Linked DNA regions of Bos taurus: region 1 is linked to region 2. Evidence: chromatin contacts called from public Hi-C data. All regions are on one chromosome and are shown on one strand. The core of a region is the stretch at or near the end of the contact, and the rest is flanking DNA. Distances in the headings are between cores, read along the strand shown.

Evidence for each region. A called contact is a pair of places that touch in the nucleus more often than the background predicts.
Region 1: a Hi-C map of skeletal muscle shows a contact between it and region 2, with 5 times the contacts expected there. A contact is called at or near these places in 3 of 11 Hi-C or Micro-C datasets (liver, skeletal muscle and an unstated tissue).

What each region holds. Positions count from the first base shown.
Region 1 is chr5:107,730,143-107,735,995 of ARS-UCD2.0, forward strand. It overlaps RAD52 (RAD52 homolog, DNA repair protein), which reads right to left and starts at 4,259. Exons shown (of 11, transcript NM_001024525.1): 1 at 4,196-4,259.
Region 2 is chr5:107,436,298-107,442,337 of ARS-UCD2.0, forward strand. It overlaps NINJ2 (ninjurin 2), which reads right to left. Exons shown (of 4, transcript NM_001428269.1): 2 at 1,724-1,862; 3 at 990-1,165; 4 at 191-563. The coding sequence ends at 1,008. Among named protein-coding and RNA genes, the nearest start is that of TRNAE-CUC, 43 kb to the right of the region's middle.

The DNA.
Region 1 (5,853 bases), core at 3,009-5,508, 290 kb after region 2:
ACTTAACTTTCCTTTTCTTCCCCTCTGTTAAAAAAGCAAAGTTCTCCTGGAATATTGATCTGATTTTGGTTAACAGACACTCAATAGAAAGTAATTGCTTTGTTTCTAATGATACTTTCGACACTAATGTTCAGGATGGAAAAACTGTCTAGTAATGTTGTCACAAAATCACTGCAGATGGTGACCACAGCCATGAAATTAAAAGCTGCCTGCTCCTTGGAAGAAAAGTTATGACCAACCAAGACAGCTTATTAAAAAGGAGAGACATTACTTTGCCAACAAAGGTCTGTCTAGTCAAAGCTATGGTTTTTCCAGTAGTCACATATGGATGTGAGAGTTGGACTATAAAGAAAGCTGAGCACCAAAGAATGGATGCTTTTGAGCTGTGGTGTTGGAGAAGACCCTTGAGAGTCCCTTGGACTGCAAGGAGATCCAACCAGTCCATCCTAAAGGAAATCAGTCCTGAATATTCATTGGAAGGACTGATGTAGAAGCTGAAACTCCAATACTTTGTCCACCTGAGGCAAAGAACTGACTCATTTGAAAAGACCTTGATGCTGGGAAAGATTGAAGGCAGGAGGAGAAGGGGACGACAGAGGATAAGATGGTTGGATGGCGTCACGGACTCAATGGACATGAGTTTGAGTAAACTCCAGGAGTTGGTGATGGACAGGGAATCCTGGCGAGCTGCAGTCCAAGGGGTCACAAAGAGTCGGACACGACTGAGTGACTGAACTGAACGTTGTCACAGGGTATAACTACTCATGATGTGTAGGACTGCTGGCTTTAAGTTTAATGCTTAAAGGGGTTGGGGGATTGCCCCCCACCCATGTCCTCTGCTTGCTTTTTGTCTGTGGAAAATTCCAAAGAATGAGTTTAATCAGAAAAGTGAAAAATGTGGAAACAAAGGAAAACAGTTGAAGGAGACTAAATAATAACGTAGTCATGAAGCGTAGTCAAGGACCTTTAGTTTTTTCTCAAGGACTATAGGTAATACCTTGAACCGTATCCTATGAGCTGTCTTACAGATACTAAAACAACAGGTGGAGAAGTTAACTACTTGATGGCCATAACTACTTTATGGCCAGACTGAACCCAGGACTTAAGCTGCCACAATTCTGAGAACTAACTGCAAAGAAATGGGAAGAAGTGCACCCCAGAACTGAAGATTAATTGTGCCTAAAACCACCAAGATGATGCTAGGAAGACCAGTGAGGACCAATCTGAAGATGACTAAGAGATGACTGTGCTGTTTCTGCATGTAGCCCGCACCGCTCCCCCTCCAGCTCTAGCTATAAAAGCTCTCATCCCTTGCTTGTGGGGACAGAGGGTGCAGAGTCAGTCTTTGGACAGATGTCCACCACACTTCCCCTCAGTTGCCAGCATCTGAAACAAAGCAAACTTTCCTTTCCAGCAACCTGGCCTGTTTATTGGCTTTTGAATGGTGAGCAGATGGACCTCCTGTCACACACACCGTTCCGGTAGTGTTATCATGAATGAACCACTTTTCAAAGCTTAAAACTTTAGTTTGTAAACATGGGGGAGCAGTGGAAATTCTAAGTTGAGAATTATACAATATTTTCACCTGGAAACGTTCCTTGTCATCAGTGAATAACTGCAGGAGAGCACAGTTGGAGTCTACATTACAACAGTCAGCAGAGGAAAACGACAGAGGCTCAACCTAAGTGACAGCCACAGATGACAAGCATGATGGATTCTGTATGTGCGTCACTGAGGCAGAGCTGACCAAGCTCAGTAATCAGTGAAGTGCTGACTATGAGGATAAAGACCAACAAGACTAGATACCAAAATTCTTTCTTTTATTTTCACTTATGTACATGCTGCTCTCATGCTTGTAAAACTTTTCTTAAATTTAGCAAGAGTAGAAAAACCATTATTTAAGAAGAAAAAAGATATCAAAATGTCCTCTCTTCCTTGAAACCTGACACACCTCACTACACTCGGAACAGAATGAATCCTAAATTCCCACAGCATTTAGACAGACATCACAGCACATGGGTTTCCAAGGTAGCTCAGCAATAAAGAACTGGCCTGCCAATGCAGGAGACGCAAGACACATGGGTTCCATCCCTGGGTCAGCAAGATCCCCTGGAGGAGGAAATAGCACCCCACTCCAGTATCCCTGTCTGAAGAATCCCATGGACAGGCGGCCTGGCGGGCCACAAAGAGTCAAACACGACTGCACGCAGCACAGGTAACACTATAATCCACGCTACTGCTGAGAACACAGGGGCCATATACTAACTACTGACTGGATCTCTAGGACTTAGCACAGTCCCTACCCTACTTGTAGAATAAAGAGAATGGTAGCTTTATTTTAGCTCTTCTCCACTTCAAAACTGCCAGGGCTTTATTAAAAATGAATACCATGAGTGGAAAAATGTTAGAAGCCACAGAAATTGAATAAATATCCCCACAGAGCTTTCTGAGTAATTAAACTGATCACAGAGTCCACTCTCACTGTTGGTGGTGATCTGTTCCACAGGTAATCTGAGCACTGACTGACCCTAGACCCAGCCACTGCTCCTGCAGAAGCACGGTTAGGTATCCGCCAGTGCGAGCCTCCAGTTGCTTCATTTCCATCAACCAGTCAGTACAAAGCCTTGCTTTGCATGTTTCAATTAAAGGCAGCCTATATAAGACACAGTGTTGGTTCCTTAACACTGAACTCACAGTGGACAGCACCTAACTCACACCTGAACAAAGCTCATCGGAAACACGCCTGCCTTTCTGCATCAACAAGTTTGGAGGACCTTCTAGACAGGGATGGACTTGGGAGGGCGTTATACTAAGTGAAGTAAGTCAGAGTGAGAACGATGAACACCGTGTGATGTCACTCACAGGTGGAACTGAAACAACACAACAAACTAGTCAACAAAAGAGAAGCGGACTCACTAGTGAGCTCAGCGGTGGTGCCAGTGCGGGAGGGAAGGATGGAGGGGCAGGGCAGGGGTAGTGGGAAAACGAGGGTTGTCACACAACCTTATGCGCACGATGTCGTGCGAGCGAAACTGGAAAATTGTAAAGAATTACAGAATTTAAAGAATCTTCCAATTTTTTAAAGATGTGCTAAAGAAACAGTGGAGTCACGAATAAAAAGCGTAAACTGTGGCCTGAAGGACAACGAGGCCGCTGGTTTACAGTCTGAAACAAGCTGGCAGAGGTGCGGCCTGCCGGACTTCGGCAGGGACAGCGCGAGGGTCACCCAGCACACCGGCCAGGCGCCCTGAGGGCTGGTTCTGTTCGGGGACCGGTCCGTGAACACACAAAACACGGAAGACGCGCTAGGTCTGCTCGGAGATGAGCTCCCCCGTCCCCCGGCTCTGCTACATCATCCGTCCGCTCGTGTCCAGCCCACCCGGTGCCCAACACTGGACGGCCGGCCTGGCGGCGTCTCCAGCGAGCCCCGCACACGAAGGCTGCTCTGCTCGTGACCGCCAAGGGTCCAGGAGTGCTGTACTGAGAACAGAAAACTGTACAAACCTTCCCGAAACAACCAGACCCGAGGCCGCCCAAACGCCTGACCCGGGCCCGGAGCTCCAGGTTGGGGGAGAATTTAGATTTCAGAAGTTTGTGCCTCGGTCTGTGAGTCCCCGGGAGGAACAGACCTTAAACGGGCTGGGAGACCAGAAAGCGCAAAAGCCCAAACGCCCATCAGTTAACGGAGAAAAAGCAAGGTCCCCCCTAGACGAAACGCCGCCCAGCGGCCGCGCACCGAAGAGCGCCGACCCGGGCCGGACCAGGTGAGCCGCGTCCGCTAACTAGCTCGCGGGGCTCTGGGCGACCCCCAGGCTCCGCACCAGCGGCGACCGCGGCCCGGCCCGGCGAACGCGCCGAAGCCACGCAGCCGGTCTCTTCAGACAGAGGGATTCCACCGTGTGTGGATTGCGGCTCGGTTGTTTGAAAGCGCCACAAGGGCTGACTACGCGCTGACCTGTCAAACTCCGCCGAAACCCCAACGCCTTCCGGGCCGCAGCCGCTTGCCGCCTGGGGCCCGTCGGCTGATCCGCCCTCGGTCCCCGCCCCGGGCATCACTGACCCCGCGGCCCCGGCCCTGGCTGCCCGCCCGCTCGCCCGGCCCGGCGCCCTCACGGCTTATCACACACCGCTGGACGCTGGACCGCTAAGCCGAGACCCGCGAGGCGAGCTCCCACCCGGCCGCGACTCCACTTACGCGCCTCAGCAGCGCAGAGCGGACAGAGGTCTGTCCAGACTGAACGCGCAGAAATTCCCTGGGGCACGGCCACTTGGAGAACCCTGGGAAGAAGGTCTGGGCGAGACCGCGAGGGAGGAAGGGCCCTAGACACGGCCGCGCAGAGGACTCTGGGAAGAAGCTTGGGCGAGACCACACCAGCGGAGGCGGTCCGAAAGCGCGGAAGGGCACTAGGCGCGATACTCAGAGGACCCTGAGGTCAAGGCGAGACCACGTGGGCGGAGGGCCTGAACGCGCCGAAAGGCGATAGGCACGGCCGCGCAGAGGATCCTGGGAAGAAGGTCTGGCAGAAACCGGTACAGTGGGGGTGACCTCAACACGCATAAGGGAGCTTCAACGGCCGCGCAGAGGACCCTGGGAAGAAGGTTTCGGAGACACCGCAACGGACGAGGAGGCCTGAAGGGCACGCAGAGGACCATGGGGAGAAGGTCTGGGCGACAACGCCCCGGGGCGGGGCGGCCCGAACCCGATCCTACTTAGGATGGCTGAGCAGAGGACTGTGGGAATGGAGTAGGTCTAACTGAACTCGCGCCGGACCACTGTGGGGCATAGGAAGAGGAGCCGCAAGTCAAGTCAGCAGATGGGAGCAGAGCCATCTGTTGAGAGCCATCAAGCAAGGTGGCAGTGCTACCCGGACCTCCGTGCCGGTCGCTCGGCTCCCGAATGCCCTGCGCCGCCGTGTCCTCTGCTGCCCCCTGGCGCCTTGCGAGCTCGCGGCACCGCCCTCTGCGCCCCAAGCCCAGCAAGGACTGCGCGGTTGCTTGGCGCCCCCGGTTCATCCAGGCTGCTGTGGTCATCAGAGCCCGGCAGGGACTGCAGGGGGACGGGCTCTCCGGAACACGCCCCCTGCCGCTGGGTCCCCAGGCCAATGGACTGGTTTCAAATTGGGAAAGGAGTACCTGAAGGCTGTATACTATCACCCTGCTTATTTAGCTTATATACAGAGTACATCATGTGAAATGCCAGGCTGGATGAATCACAAGCTGGAATCAAGATTTCTGGGAGAAACATCAACAACCTCAGATATGCAGGTGATATCACCCTTATGGCAGAATGACTTCCTTGGTGGCTCAGACGGTAAAAGTGTCTGCCTACAACGCTGGAGACCTGGGTTCGATCCCCGAGTCGGGAAGATCCCCTGGAGAAGGAAATTGCAACCCACTCCAGTACTCGTGCCTGGAAGATCCCATGGACGGAGAAGCCTAGTAGGCTGTTATCCATGGGGTCGCAAGGAGTCAGACACGACTGAGCGACTTCACTTGCTTCCTTATGGCAGAAAGCAAAGAGGAACTGAAGGGCCTCTTCGTGAAAGTGAAAGAGGAGAGTGAAAAAGCTGGCTTAAAACTCAACATTCAGAAAACGAAGATAATGGCATCCCATCCCATCACTTCATAGCAAACAGATGGGCAAACAATGGAAACAGTAACAGGTTTTATTTTCTTGGGCTCCAAAAGTCACTGCAGATGGTGACTGCACCCATGAAATTAAAGACACTTGCTCCTTGGAAGCTATGACCAACCTTGACAGCATATTCCAAAGCGGAGACATTACTTTGCAGACAAAGGTCCATCTAGTCAAAGCTATAGTTTTTCCAGTAGTCATGTATGGATGTGAGGGTT
Region 2 (6,040 bases), core at 2,329-4,828:
GATGGTAATTACCCTAGGCACTGAGCAGGGAAACCTGACTCAGAGCAGAACCCACAGGAGAGGGAGTGACTTAAAAGCCTTTTCCCCTCCAGGCTTGGGGTTGCTCCTTTGAGCCATTTCCAGGACACAGATGGAGACAGCTGCCCGCCCGGGTGCTTGAGCCTTCACAATTGAAGACACAAAGATTGACTCATGGTGGATCTGCAGAAAGCTTTATGGAGAGAAATCATTCCATCCTATAGAAAAGAGAAAACAAGCTGGGGCAGAGGGAAGGAACAGGGTGGGGTCAGAAGCAGAGTCCTTAAGCTGGGCAGACCCAGCTTTCCATAGGCATGCCTGAGGCCCAGGAAACAGGTGGGTGGTACTCGAGTCCGAGCTCAGGACTCCAGGCCCAGATGACCCCGCTTAAGCTGGGAGAAGAGCCCATCTTTGTTCCAGCACCGAGGGTAGGAAGCAGGGGTGTCTATACTGCCCTCTGAGTCTAGGAGCTCTCCCCGAAGCTGTATGCTGTGCCCTTCAGCCTCGCAGATCAAGGGGGAGAGAAGCAGTTCCAGGCCCAGCACCTGTAGGGGAAGCAAAGAGATGAAGAGAAAGGCAGGCCAGGCCAGACCAGCGCCTCGGGCCCAAGTGTCACACAATCGACCTGGTGCCTTCCCAGGGTGCAACTGCGGGTTCGGATCCAAACCTGAAGCAGGGCCTGAGGCTCTGTGCTGCCAGCTGGCTCCCCATGGTCCTGGACTCTGTCAAGGAGAACACCAGCATCTCCCTCTTCCCCCACTAACCGCAGCCTCCACCCTCCCAGGCTGCAGAGAAGCTCAGCCTAGGAGGAGAGAGCAGAGGACTTTGGTGAGTCTCAGCCCATGCTCTGCTCCATGACCTCATCCCTGCCCCAGGTCTACATTCTTCCCCTTCTGCCTGGCGAGCATCTCTCTCAGCCCAAACCCACAGAGGTGAGAAGGGCCACCTGTGCACCTCCCATCTTCCCTCACCTGGGCTCCAGGTCTTGTTCAGAGAGGGGTCCCAGCAGCCAGGAGCCCAATCCTATGGGCCCCGAAGGCTGTGATGAAGATGTTGATCATGACAGTGATAAAGATCAAGGCGGTGGCTGCGTTGTTGAGCTGGTTGAGTCGCCACTGCTTTTCCACCTCATTAAGGTTCAGTAGAGCTGTGGAGAAGAGGGAGAAGCAAATGATGGCCTGGGGGTGGGGAGATGACAGCCTGGAGCTTCCCCCACCACAGCCCCTCAGAGATCAGGAGTTGGTGGCCATTGTGCTGCAATGCCTTCTCCCTCACTGACCATGAGGGGTGTTCACGTGGTACTCAATAGAGCCAATTTTGGAAACTTACACTGGGTCTTCTCAGAGTGGGGAATGCACGCTCTAAGGAATGCTGCTACGAGTTAGTGAGCATGGTCACTTAGCAGGTATTGTACTGGCTACTAGATGGGATGCTAGGAGGTAGGTCAGGGTGCCTGCCTGCACTGTGTGGTTGTTACTTGGGCACTTGAAGGTGCACAGGGCTAACAGCAGGTTAGTGTAAGACTGTGCAAACGCACGGTGTGACAGGGAGGCATTTGGGACTTTTCTTCCCACCGACCCCCCGAGGCCAGCTCCAGGCCCGGGCTCCTCACCCATGACCACGAGGAGGATTCCGATGACCACCTGCAGGATCAGAGAGATGCTAAGGAGGGTGACGAGGGCGAAGTAGTTATAGGAGGACGGACCCCGATCTAGCACCGCTTTCAGCTGCACAGCGTTGGACATGAAGAGCGCCATGTCCAGCAAGCTCTCCGCCAGGCTCTTCTTGGTGGCATAACGGTTCAGGTTGACGAGCGGGCTGCTCCCTGGGCTGGGGCTCCCAGGCTGTTGGGGACAAAATACAGGCTTACCCAGGAGGCTCCAGAAGGGAAGCGGTTGAGAGGCTGGGAAGGGGTGTGCTAAGTTGCTTCAGTTGTGTCTGACTCTTTGTGACCCCATGGACCTAAGCCCCCCAGGATCCTCTGTCCATGGGATTGTCCAGGCAAGAATACTGGAATGGGTTGCTAATCCCTTCTCTAGGGGATCTTCTCAACCCAGGGATCGAACCTGAGTCTTCTGCATTGGCAGGTGGGTTCTTTACCACCTCTGTTTTCCCCTGAGAGGAGAGCATTGCAGAAGACAGGATGAGGAGTTCTGAGGCTGAGTGGACAAGGAAAAGGCCTCTCTCCTCCCAGAACGATGTGGGCCCCAAGGCGGGGTGCAGAGCGCCACAGATGGAACAGGAGCTTCGCACTCTTGGGTTCTGCTCCAACTTGACCTCGTGGGGACCCCTGCAGCCACAGCCTTGCTCGGGCACACACACCCCAGCTGTCACACCCAGCCCATTATACACACGTCTGTGAACATGCATGTATGTACACAGGAGTACAGGCCGGTCAAAAGAATTCATTTGTTTGTTATTACTTTTTAGCTAGAATTTATTGATGCATAATTTACATTTGATTTGCTTTTGAAACATTAAGATGAAGTTTTACTCTCAAGAAGCCACTTACTCTAAAAGAGAGGGTCACAAGCAGGGCTGTGGGGGCAGGGGGCAAACGGAATGCTGCAGGCAACCTGCAGTCTCTCGAAAGAACTGGGCGCGTTTTGAGGCGATTCATTTAGGATGGCGCTGGATATGGATGCACAGCCTAAAGAGGGCCCAGAGCCGGGGAGACATGTTGAAAGGTTCTGGTCCCGCAAGGCACCGTTGCCCCGTGTCCACGTGGTGGCGCTCGAGTCCGAAGGAGCAGCTTGGGCAGCTGGGGTGTGGGCGCTGGGGGGTGGGGTACAGTTTGGTGTTTCTCCCTGAGGAATCCACTGACAAGGCAGGGTTGGTGTGAAACCTGGCCTCACAAAGGCTAGGATGGGAGCCTGTTCCCAGGTCTGCTTCGGCTGACCTAAAACCCACCAAAGGTGTGAAACAGGGGTTGAAATGACCCAGTGCTGACTTGGGTGGGCCAGTCACCCTGCAAGGTGGGGACTGTGGTTAGAGGACAGACGGCTGAGAGACTCGGGGAGGCGGTGCCTAGCAAGGAGTCCCCATAACAGTCGTGTCTGACTCTTTGCGACCCCATGTACCAGGCTTCTCCACCCGTGGGATTTTCCAGGCAAGAGTACTGGAGTGGGTTGCCATTTCCTTCTCCAGGGGATCGTCCCGACCCAGGGATTGAACCCAGGTCTCCCGCATTGCCGGCAGATGCTTTACCCTCTGAGCCCCTGGGGAATCCCCAAAAGCAGGGGAAGGGTTTTCTTAAATTCTTCTGGACGATTTAGGTGCAGCCTTGCCCTGAGGCAGAGGGATGACTGAAATGACTAGAGGGGGCCCTCCCTATGGCCTGAGGATCCGATTGGATGAACCCCCGAATCCTGATGGATGCCCCTCTTTTGTTCACAGCCAGGAGCCCAGGAGCGACCCCCTCCCACCCTAGCCGCCCGCCCGGCCCCGCCAGAAGTGCGGCCGGTGGGCGGGGACGGCCGCAGGGCGCGCGCCTGCCTCGGGCGCTGGGCCTTTAATAAGGCCGGGCGTCCGGGAACAAAGGCCCGGCCTGCGCGCACCGGCCTGAGTCACTTCAGTTCCTCTGCCCGTGCCCGCGCCCTCCCCACCCGGCCCGGCCCCTCCTTGCCCCTCCTGCGCCCAGGGGTCTGAGGAGCCGGCGCGGTGGGCGCGGGCCGCCGATGGCCCTTGGAGTTGTCCGGCTCCTCTGGGCGGGGGCCGGGGCCTAGACGCCCCACCGCCCGCGCCACCCCGCCCCCCCCCGCCCCTGGGCCTCCCACTTTGGGCCTCAGTTTCCACACCCACAAACGGGGGGTTAATGCCATTCGAGAGGCGTCCGAGTGAGACGGAAAGAGATCTCCGAGCCTCGTTTTTCCCATCTGAGGTCGGTCTCACAGGGACCCCTGGCCCTCAGCGTCTGTCTCAGCCCCCCTCCGCCCTCACTGTTCCTCCAGGACAGCGGGGGGCGCGGGGGGGCCCAGACCCCAGGGTCCTCCTTAGAGATGCGCGGTCCCCAGCCTGCCCACCGCGCCGGCTGAGCACCCAGGCGGGCTCTGCTGACACGAAGTTGGGGCCCGGCGTTCTGGGCGGCAAGGCCACGTGGGTGGGGAGAGCGGGGGTGGCTGACCCCGCAGACCCCGCCCCGGGCCGCGGGCGCCTCACGCCGCCGGGCACAGCCGGGCGCGCGCTCTTCCTCGCCCTGCCCTCGGTCCGTTTCAGACTGCACTGTCCCCAGCCCGCTTGCCAAGTCCAGCTGCCCAGGCTGGTGTGGGTTCCAACCCTTGAAGCCGTGGACTGCGCTCCGTTGTTCCGCCAGACGGTTATTTATCCCTTCATCCTTGCTGGCCTGTACTTCTGTTTCTTGAGGAAACTTGGGTTGGATAGGGAAGGAATGCCTTTTTGAGCAGAAAAGTAAACACAGTTTTGCAGTTGTTTATTGTCCCATTTGAAAAGACCCTGATGCTGGGTGGGCTTCCCTCATAGCTCAGTTGGTAAACAATCTGCCTGCAATTCAGGAGACCTGGGGTCGATTCCTGGGTTGGGAAGATCTCCTGGAGAAGGAAATGGCAACCTACTCCAGTATTCTTGCCTAGAGAATCCCATGGACAGAGGAGCCTGGCAGGCTACAGTCCATGGGGTCGCAAGAGTCCGACACGACTTAGCAACTAAACCACCACCATCACCTGATATCACCTGATGCTGGGAAAGATTGAAGGTTGAAGAAGTGGAGGACAGAGGATGAGATGGATGGATGGCGTCACCAACTCGATGGACATGAGTTTGAGTAAACTCCAGGAGGTGGTGATGGACAGGGAGGCCTGGCGTGCTGCAGTCCATGGGGTCGCAAAGAGTCAGACACGACTGAGGGAGTGAACGGAACTGAACTTATAGACAGTAAGGTCGGTGGGGGCCGCCCGCTTCAAGAGATCGTTCTGCCCTTTCTTGGAAACGAGGTTACAGGGGTGTTCTCCCAAGGGGGTAAGTAACTGTCCTACCAAAAAGCCATGGGATGCCCTTCTCAGAGAGTTTAGGACCTGGAGCCCGCCCACTGGATGCAGGAGTGGGGGCCCTGAGAGGAGGAGAAGGCCTGGTGGGAAGGCCAGGAGAGGAGGATTTGTGACAGCTGGTGGGAACCACAGGAGGCAGGCCAGGTCCAAATCCCGCTTCTGTGACAAGCTCGGTATTCCCATCACCCAGCTCCCTTTCTCATCTGCGAGATGAGGGAGGCAGGATAGATGATTTCTTATGTCCCTTCCAAGCCAGGGCGGTCTAGGTGCGGGGAAGTCCCTCCTCTGAGTGGAGTCTCAGGGGCCGGGGATATACCCTCTAAGAGGCAGAGTCCAGGTGGCTGGGCACCAGGCCAGCGTCAGAGGCCCTGAGTCACTCACCCTAGGCAGCTCCAGGGCAGGGGTGACCCTCCATTGAGTCAGTCAGCCCTGAGAAAAGCCACATGGCAGTTTCCCTGTGGATCAGCTATAACACAGGGCGTCAGACACAACAGGCCCAGAGGAGCCATGGGCTGTTGGCCCCGTGTTGGCCTCAAGATGCCCGACTACCCAGAAAAGCCACCTGGCAGGAGATGGCAAAGAGCCAGGCTGGTTTCAAAAAGGGGAAAGGCGGATCCTAGCCCAGGAAGAGCGATTCGTTCAGGTGTGTGGATTGGGGCGACCTACTATGCCAACTCACCTTTAAGGAGGTGCTGTAAGGCAAGTGCAGAGAAGAAGAGAGCAAACCCGGCAGTCAGGCAAGAAAAGAGAAAATTATTAGAGGGAAAAGACAGGGTGACTGACTCTTAAGGAGAACCAGCGTCCTCCCTTTCTGACAGAGTCCTTCTTATACCCCACCAATGAGAAGTTCTCCAAAGGGACGGTCACGTAGCTGGAGGTCTGGAATCTGGTGGTCTCGCAGCTTTGAGAAGATAGGCACAGTGAGATAACAGGGTGCCATTTGGGCAATTTGGTCAGTCTCAAGGATCACTGTGATTTCCTCTTTGTTTGCAAGGTCGACATAATGAGCCATCTTAACA